2 separate regions of the Macaca mulatta genome follow, and region 2 is linked to region 1. A link is a contact called in public Hi-C data. All regions are on one chromosome and are shown on one strand. The core of a region is the stretch at or near the end of the contact, and the rest is flanking DNA. Distances in the headings are between cores, read along the strand shown.

Region 1 (4,467 bases), core at 1,017-3,516:
CAGTCTGTCTCTTAGTAACAGAAAAAATGTACACCTCACCCCATTACTATGCTCATTTGAAAAGAATTCTCAGAATGTGAGGATGTGTGTCTGGGTGGCTCTCTGGGTGTTTATGCAAAGTCTACTACTTTTGCCCGTAGTTACTCTTCCTGATTGCATGAGGAATGGCACCTCGGAAACCTTACTGGCATCTGACAAGCTTTTCCTGTGCTCCATGCACTCAGGAGGAGCAAACACCTCCTCCGGGCTTAGGAGCACTCCAACAGTCCCCTTCTCCAAGGCACTGTGGCAGTCCAACGACCTGGAACTCTCAAGCCATTGTCTCCACTACAATACATGCTAATTTTCATGTCACGTTGCAACTTCCATGTTACTCATCTGCTGACTGCACCAAAGCCCTCGCCCAAGTCCATCAAGCCTGTTTCTTTCCCAGGGATGGCCTTGTGCCTGGGCTCTCTTCCCCTCCAAACTCCGGGGTGGCCCCTGCTCTATCAGACTGAACTGGCTCTGGAGCTCTAGGAGAAAAGTTGATGATCATCTTGCTTTAGCCTCCGGGAAGTCTTGCTCCACAAAGAACAAGAGTCTCTGGTTTTGTGAAATGAGTCACAGGCTGCCTTGGCCATGCCTATCTGGGGAGGCCAGGGCTGCCATGTATGGTCTGTGCTCCGTGCCACCCACCTCTCGCTGTCAGCCCAAGCCCTTTGCCAGGACAGCCTGAGTCATAAAACTCAGCACATTCCTCAAGGGTTGGATAGTCTTTCCTTGTTATTACTTTGCTTTTGTTTTATGCAGCACCTGGTTTCGTTTTAAAAACCCAAATAAAACTCACACGGGCAGGGCGGGAGTGGGGAAATAGGAAGAAAAGCAAAGGGCTCTAACTCCCCAAACAGGGAGGCACAGAGCAGGACAGAGACGGGACTGCAGCTGAGGGGCTGGGGAGAGCTAGGATGTGCCACTAATGAATTGATTTGACCACAATCTTCCTTGCTGTATATGATAAAGCATTTGATGCCCAGGTCTCTTCCCCACCCTCCCATCCCCAAATTAGGCCGCAGTACAGTACTCATCAGTCATGTGACCTTCCCGAAGCCCCTCCACTTTCTGAGTGTCCTCAATCAATGGACATACATCTCGGATGAATCCTAAGGAACATTCTAGTTACAACACTCTGAGTCTATGAACCTGCCGGTTCCCTTTTTCTTGGATACAAGCCCTAACCCACGTGTGAGGGAATATGTTTCCACAAGCAAACATTTGCTCTTTGCCTTTTGGGGATTAAGGAATGGGGGATAGACAAGCAAGAAGGTGTAGACCCCACCACACCAATGCTGCTGGTCAAATTGAACTTCTGCGGCCAGGTTACTGTTGCAACTCATCTGTAAAGCTGTTAAGACTTCATTTTTAGAATTAAAACAGAATTCTAATCAGCTATCCCTTGCATATAGTAAAAAACAAATGATGAATTAATGATAACCATTACCTTAGAGAACTGTATTTTACTGGACCAGGAAAAGCCAGCAAGTTAAGAGATTAAAACCTGGATCATGAGGTACTAGACTCGGAACCTCAACAAAGGCCTTTCTCTCCTACTGCCTGAGATGTCTACAGGGGCTGGCCAGGGCAAAACTCCGGAGGTTCCTGAGTGGCTGCAGGGCTGCCTTTTCAACGCATGCTTTTGGAGAGCCTAATGGAAACCATACGAAGGTTGCCGGGAATCAGACCAGATGGCTCCCGGGGAATGTATTTAACCCAACCTAGGGCTAAGAGACAAAAATAATCACTAGGAGTTTGGGGGACGGGAGGCAGGGGTGGTGCTGCGACTTTTAATTGTATTTTCTATTCAACAAAAATCCTAAGAGAAGGACGGTCTTGGTAACTGGGAGTAAATGGAAGGGGGTGTTGGGGGCAGAAAGCGGGGACTGGGGAGGAAGAGGGGGTAGGAGGTGGCTACTTCAGTAAACCAAACACCGTTCTGCCTTTCCTCGGAAGTCGGCGGCTGCCGGGGCCCTTTGCGGGCCTGACAGCAGCGGGCTCCTTCCCGCGCCCCGGGTCACCGCGCAGCCCCTGCCCCTCCCGGTCCCTCCTCCCGCGCGCTCCGCGGGGACGACGAGGCGGGCGGTAGCGGGGAGAATTAGCAGGAGGAGGGTCGCGAAGAGAGGAGGAGGGTCGTAGGCGGTGGAGGCGGCCCGTGGACGCTAGGGGAGGAGGATCGTGGAGAGAGCCAGAGGATCGCGGAGAGAGGAGGTGGGCCGTGCAGGAAGGAGGAGGTGGCCGCTCCGGCGGGCCGGGAGGAGCGGGAAGAGGCGGACGGGGGAGGGGAGGGGCAGGCGGCGGGTGGGCGGGCCGTGGGCGCGGCTCCGGGGGCGCGGGCAGCCTACCGAGACAGCCAGGGCGGGAGGGCCGCGACCCCGCCCCGACGGTCGAAGGCAATTCGCTTCCCGGCGGCGCCTTGCGCGGAGGAAAACCTGGCGGTGGAAGGCTCCGGCTCTGCTGGGTGACCGCTCTGAATACAAAGAACCTTTCTCACGCCCCTGCGCCCTTCCCCGGGGCTCCCAGATACAAGGGACAGGCTCTGTGACGCCGGAGCCCACGACGGTCGGGGCCGCAGCACCATTTCTGTGGTTCTTGTGCATAAATGTGGTCCCAAGTATTTATTTAAAAAGGAAAGTTTAATAAAGATTATAACACGTTTTGTCTCTCACCACCAATTAAAAAGGGAACAAATTGAGAAATGAAGCCCATGGAATTGTCCCAGAAAGCCAACCTGCCAGGGTCCAGATGTTCCTGGGCAGGGGGGTGTTGGGGGGGCCCCATACCTCAAAGTTGTTTATTAAGCAAACTCCACGCCTCCAGCACTGTGGCTTCGTTTTCCAACTCAGTTAAATGGCGATGAGGGTCCTCCCCAGCCATAATCAGAGTATAGATCAGCTTCTGAATCCTCAGATGAGCCAACCTTGCTTTCAGAATCGCACCGTCCATGAAGCTGGAGAAAAATGGCCTGATTGTCAACACTCGCTCATCTGCAAAGGTCACTTTTCCACAGAATTGGGAATTAAATGGTCTCTTCCAAACCAGACATCACTCATGAGCAGGAGATGGGATTGATCCTGCATTTTCTTCCATCTCTCTTAACCCTCCTGTTCAATATATTGTATCTCTGTCAGGAAGGCCAGATTAATAAAGCGGGAGAGAAAAAGGGCAGGAACTCTTGCAATCCCTAACCGGCCCCCACTGCTTCTCTGGTAAGATTCTTTCCAGGTTTCCCTAATTCCTCTAGTCCCCACATTCCTGGATGTGAATGCTCTGCTTTCCAGTTTCCATCAGGAACTTCTTCAAGATAGGACACAGGAATATAAATACTTAGAGAATGGTTACCAAAGGCACTACCCAGCAAGCAAGTACTTTCAAAACTAAGAATAGTGTTAATGATCGTTGAAAATTTCATTCAATCTCTACTTATTGCTTTGATGCAGGAAATCGGGCATTTATATATCTCAGTGCTTGATCTCCTTCAAAGTATAAAATTTAAAAATATTAAGATTTGCCTTGTCTCATAAATAAAAAGTCATGATTTTTTTTTTTTTTTTTGTCAGGACTCTAGGTCCAAGGTTTTCCAAATATGCGCCGCATATTAATTGTGGGGTGTGTGTGTGTGCACATGCATGTACTTTTAGTCTGTTATTGCACCACAAAAACAAGAGCAGGATGTAATGTCATTTATTTGTTGGGAATGGTTGACTTAAAAGCGGCTACTTTGAGTATAGAGAATTCCCTTTCTGGGAGGGGTTGGGGAAGAACCTTACAGAGAGAAGCAACTGTTCCCCCAGAACAGCTGCAGACACTGATTGGCAATGGAATTGCTTGGCACCAGTACAATTCCATGTAGGCAAGAGGGATTTATTTATTTAACAATAGTTAATGATTCTCCCAAGCAACTCCCAAGAGGCCAGCTTTCAGTAAATGTACTTTCAGGAAATCATCTACCCTTCCTAGAAGCAGGCATCAACCCTACAGTGAAGGGATGTCCCTAGTTGACCACACAATATAACTTTCAGGGGACCACACAGCTACAAACGCCCCCAAACAACTCCCTCCACAGTCTGCCACCGCACTGGCTTTCCATGTTTGAAATGCCCCCTGGGAACATTATCAGGTCCTAAGCAGAAAAGTCGAGAAAAACTGCACCATTTCTGGAAGACCATCATTAAAATAGACAAGTCGCCTGGGAACCAGCGCGGGTCATTCAACCCTCTCCCATTAGCGAAATGTATCAGATTTGCTAGTTAATGCCCAAAGACCAGCATTTCCAAAGTGAAATGTATGTATAACTGGTGGTTCTTGTGATACTGTTAGGTAGTACTTGCATAACATTTTTTACTTTAATGGTCAGAGGTTTTTTTTTTTTTCCCCTAACACATAACGAGAATATCAAACCCATGGTATAATGAACATAATTACTTTGGATGA
Region 2 (4,477 bases), core at 908-3,407, 210 kb before region 1:
GTCCAATGTCACCGACAATAGTTAAAATTATGGTAAATTGAATTTGACCTGAGTGGAAAGATAGTTATATTTCAAATTATAATGCAGGGCAACCTAACTACCAGTTTTTTTTGAACCAACATTCGAGGAAGAACTGGTTTAAGGATGATGCTCCATTTTTTTTTTTTTTTTTTTTTGAGATGGAGTCTCACTCTGTCTCCAGGCTGCAGTGCAGTGGCCCAGTCTTGGCTCACTGCAACCTCCGACTGCCAGGTTCAAGCTATTCTCCTGCCTCAGCCTCCCGAGCAGCTGGGACTACAGGAGTGCGCCACTACGCCCAGCTAAATTTTGTATTTTTAGTAGAGATGGGGTTTTACCACGTTGGCCAAGATGGTCTCAATCTCTTGACCTCGTGATCTGCCCACCTCCGCCTCCCAAAGTGCTGGGATTACAGCGTGCTCCATTTTAAACTTGACTGCTCTCTGTTTTGGTTTTAGATTGAATTCATGCAGGTGTTTCAAACCTTGCTTTCAATAGCATTACTTGTTACTGGGAAGCTAGATCTTTTGGGGACAGTTGGCAGGGAAAGGTTGAATGTGAGATTTCTCTATCAGTGAAAGACATCTTTTGGGAGATACAGCACTCTTTAAGCTTCACTTATAAAAGTGTGCAATATAAAGCCTTATTATTATTTTTAATAAGGCAGGTCAGAATTTACCCCCCATGGCTCTCTTTAACACCACTGAAGTTGTACAAATTAACTCAACCTCAAAGAGGCATGAGTTATCCATGTAGGCTTATAGAGTGTCATTTTAATGTTCTGTATCTTTACTGTGCCTCCACTTTCTTTGATGAAAAGGTCTATTTAAAAATTGGTAGGAAAATATTTAACATAATAAGATGATGAGTCAGAGTTTTAAAAAAGCTAAAAAGGGAAGATGTAGTTAAATAATGCACCTTTTTATTTTTTAGCTACATCTGACTCATGACATATAATGTATTCTGCTAAGTTCAAAGTTTCCTCTTACAAAGAGAGTTTTATGAAACAACTCTTCTTCAGACCATTTTTACTTCAATTATAGTAGCAGGTTTTGGAGTTTAAATCATTAACAACCTCTGAGTGAACTTTTATCCAAATGACTGCAAGTCACAAAGAGAACAGTCCTCTTTCACCAAGTACCTTTTGTGCTCGAGTGAGACCCGTCCTTTTCTATTTTTCTCCTTTATGTCTCTCTTTGAAGAAAGATGTGTGATTTGTAAGGTAATGAAAGTATGTATCAGTTAATGAAAACTGCTATATTGGGCTCATAATGCACACTGGAATTGGTTCAGGGTAAACTTCATATACCTGCAGTATGTAGCAGGGGAAAAAGTAAATTTCCGAAGTAAAGATTGCTGTGTGCACTCTAGGAGTATCACGTAGCAGTTAAAGCAACCATGAGGGGTGACCTAATCTTATTTTCCTCTCTTTGTCAAGTAGCTGTAATGTTCATTTAGGAGCATTTTTCAGTTTTAACTCCACTGGACACTCCAAAACTGGGCACTTATTCTGTCAACTGTCAACCAAGTTATTGATTTCACCATATGTTGTCTTTTCAGTTTTTTAAAAATTAGTTTTATTGGAATGTTTTTCGAGAGTGTGTGGGAGACAGTAACCTCCAGATTTAAGGTGATGGGTAGGGACAAAAGCCTGCAGAATTACATACAGAACAAAATGTAGCTTAATAAACAAAAGAAAGTTAAGAGAGAAATTTATTTCCTTTTAAAAAATCAGTAAAATAATGAACTAATCGTTGTTTAAAGAGTGGGAAAAACTTTTTTCCCCCCAGATTTGGTGACTAGCGGGATAAATGTGAAGAACTCCATCCCACCCCCGCACGCGCGCCCCCCATTCTTTCCAGACAGAGCGGTTGTAAATCCGAGGCTGAGTCCGCCCTGGGAGCCTTGGGGCACCTTCCTCTTTGCTCTCTGTGTGTGCGTGCGTGTGTGTGTGTGTGTGTGTGTGTGTGTGTAGCTCTCTCTTTCCCTCAGTCTGTGCCTCTGTGTGTGTGTGAGTGTGTGTGTGTGACAGAGAGAGAGCGAGAGAGAGAGCGCGAGAGGAGAGAGAGCGAGAAAGAGAGAGAGAGCAAGAGAGCGAGCTGTGAGCTGTGCTGCCGCCGCCGCTGCCCTTTGATCCCGACATTAGTGTTAGGGGCTCGGAGACACAGAGCGCGGCCATAGACACCGCCGCACCGGCACTCATTTATTTATACCTCCCATCACACACGCGAGCATAGGACACACACACACTCACACCTATTAGATCCGTTTCCATTGAAGAATATTACGCTCGGGGACAAGCCAGGTGCACGACCAAAAATTAAAAAAAAAAAAAAAAAAAGGAAAAAAGAAAGGAAAGAAAAGAAGAAAACCCCTCTTCTGGCTCCAGGAAACAAGCTTCAACCCATTGCACACACCGGAGAAGGGGTTTCCCCCTGCCCGCCCGCCCGCCCCCCAACTACCTCCCCGCTCCTGCCAGTGTCTGCCTCTCTGCCCCCACGGGGGTTTATTTGATCTCACATTAACCAAGGAGGAGAATGTGAGAAAAGGGGGAAAATGCCCAGGAGGAAGCAGGAGCAGCCCAAGCGCCTTCCCTCACGTAAGTCATCCCTTCTCCACCTCCTCTCGTGCCATTTTCTCGCCCTCCCTCTCCTCTTTCCCCTCCGCAGCCTCCTCCGTTGTTTTCTGCATTAGTTTAGGGTTACAGAGGTGAAACTGACAAAGACACAGCCCGGGTTACTCCTCGTTTAGGTCTATGCTGAGGCAGCCATGTTGGTGATGATCAGCCCCGTGCCCTTTCTATTCTCTCTCTCTTTTTCTTTCTTTCTCTCACCCCCCCTCTTTTTTTCCTTGAGATCGGGCTTTTTTTTCCCTTTCCCTCCCCTTCCCCCTCCTCACTCCGGGTTGCTGGGGGGAGGGGGCAAGAGAAGGGAGGAGGGGAGTAGTGTGGATGCCGGGGGTTTTATCGGGGGTTTGGTGGGGGGAGGTGGGAGAGGTTGGAATCTTAAAAAAAAAAATTCCTTGTGGATTCCGGCGCCTGAGGGTGCGGGGGTCGGGGCGCGCGGAGGGCTGGGGGCCGTGACATGGCGTTTGGGGGTGTCGGGGAGAGGGCGCGCAGCAGCCGCCGGGTACAGGATCCAGGGAGAGGTCCGTCCCTGGCTAAAGGTTGCGCCGGGGTTGGTCGGCCCCCGAGCCGCCGGCGGCAGCGGCGGCGGCGGCTGGAGCAGGAGGAGGCGGAGGTGGAGGAGGCGGCGGCGGAGGAGGGGAGTCGGGGGCGGGCGAGGCGGGAGCGCCTGGGGAGGGTGTAGGGGCACCGCACACAAACACACGGGTACACACGCGCCGCCGGGCGGCTGCTCCCGCGGCGCCGGGGCGAGGGGGCGCGCCGGGGCGCGGGGCGGCCGGGCGGGGGGCGAGGCAGGGCAGCGGCGGGCGGATGTGGGGTGCGGGAGCTGCGCCGAGGCGGAGGCAGGAGGCAGGGCGGCTCGCGGCGCGCGAGGTCCCTGCAGAGCCGAGGGGAGGGAGGAGCAGGGCTCCTGGCCGCAATAAAATGCGGGGTCAGTCGGAGCAGACGGAGCCGGGCGAGACTCGGGCTCTCAGACCCCCTCCTTGGCGAGCCTGAGCAGAGTCCAGGACTAAAGTGCATCACAGCCCTCCCCGGCGGCAGCCACACACGCCAACTGGAGACACACACCCGCCGGCACGGCCCGGTCCCCTTCCCCTCCTCCACCCGCGCCCCCGGTCCTTCTCCGCCCTCCCTCCGGCTTCTCTTTGCGCGACTCTTAACTTTTCCCCCACTCCCTCTCCAGCTCCCCCCAAACCCCCAGTCTTTCTCCGCTTTGAGTGTTCCGAGATGCTGCTAAAGCTAAAAGTGAAGGAGAAAGAAGCAACTAAAAATATCCCCCGGGGCCGCCCGGCTCCTTGAATGCAGGGAAGAGGGGGCAGGGGAGAAGGCGTGGGGCGGGGTGACGGGGAGGAGGGGACGCGGGAGGCGCCGGAGGGAGGGGTCGGGGGAGACGGAGGGTCAATTTCTCTTCTCTCCCCCCACACTACTCCCCTCTCCCGGCGGTTTGGCGCTGCTCGGAGCCCGATCCTACAAAACCCGGGCTGGGGGCGGGAGTGGAGCCGGAGCGCCCGCCCGCCCGGGTGTCAGGCCGACGTGGTCGGTCACCTGAAGTTCACGGAGGGTGGGGGAAGGGTTAAGGTTATGGTGTCTCGGGCTCGGGTTGTGTGTGAGCGTGTGCGTTTCCGCTGCAGACAGGCAGCGCGATCGATCTCCCCCTCGCGAAATATCCGCGGCGGTGCCTGCCCAGGGGACTGGGAGGGGGACGCGGGCTGCTCGGGCCGGGCGCCCCCGCGCCTCCGTGTCACCCGGGCCGCAGCCGAAGTGGCGAGCAAGGGCACTTGCAAGCAGTCCACTCAGCAAACATTCCTCTTTCTTTCCCCTTCCCAGTACGCA

Evidence for each region. Hi-C and Micro-C count contacts between places; a contact is called where the count stands out from the background.
Region 2: a contact with region 1 is called in a Hi-C map of fetal cortex germinal zone, with 2.3 times the contacts expected there. The contact joins the promoter of ZNF827 here to the enhancer-like site in region 1. A contact is called at or near these places in 2 of 14 Hi-C or Micro-C datasets (fetal cortex germinal zone and liver).

The regions. Positions count from the first base shown.
Region 1 is chr5:154,288,605-154,293,071 of T2T-MMU8v2.0, reverse strand. It overlaps C5H4orf51 (chromosome 5 C4orf51 homolog), which reads right to left. Exons shown (of 6, transcript NM_001194878.1): 6 at 2,651-2,983. The coding sequence ends at 2,876. Among named protein-coding and RNA genes, the nearest start is that of C5H4orf51, 42 kb to the right of the region's middle. Within about 2 kb of position 2,266, at least 31 of the 40 cell types and tissues checked have an H3K27ac peak or open chromatin away from gene starts, as enhancers often do. A contact at or near this core is called in fetal cortex germinal zone and liver, where this site is marked.
Region 2 is chr5:154,494,374-154,498,850 of T2T-MMU8v2.0, reverse strand. It overlaps ZNF827 (zinc finger protein 827), which reads left to right and starts at 2,157. Exons shown (of 15, transcript XM_015139305.3): 1 at 2,157-2,617. The coding sequence starts at 2,575.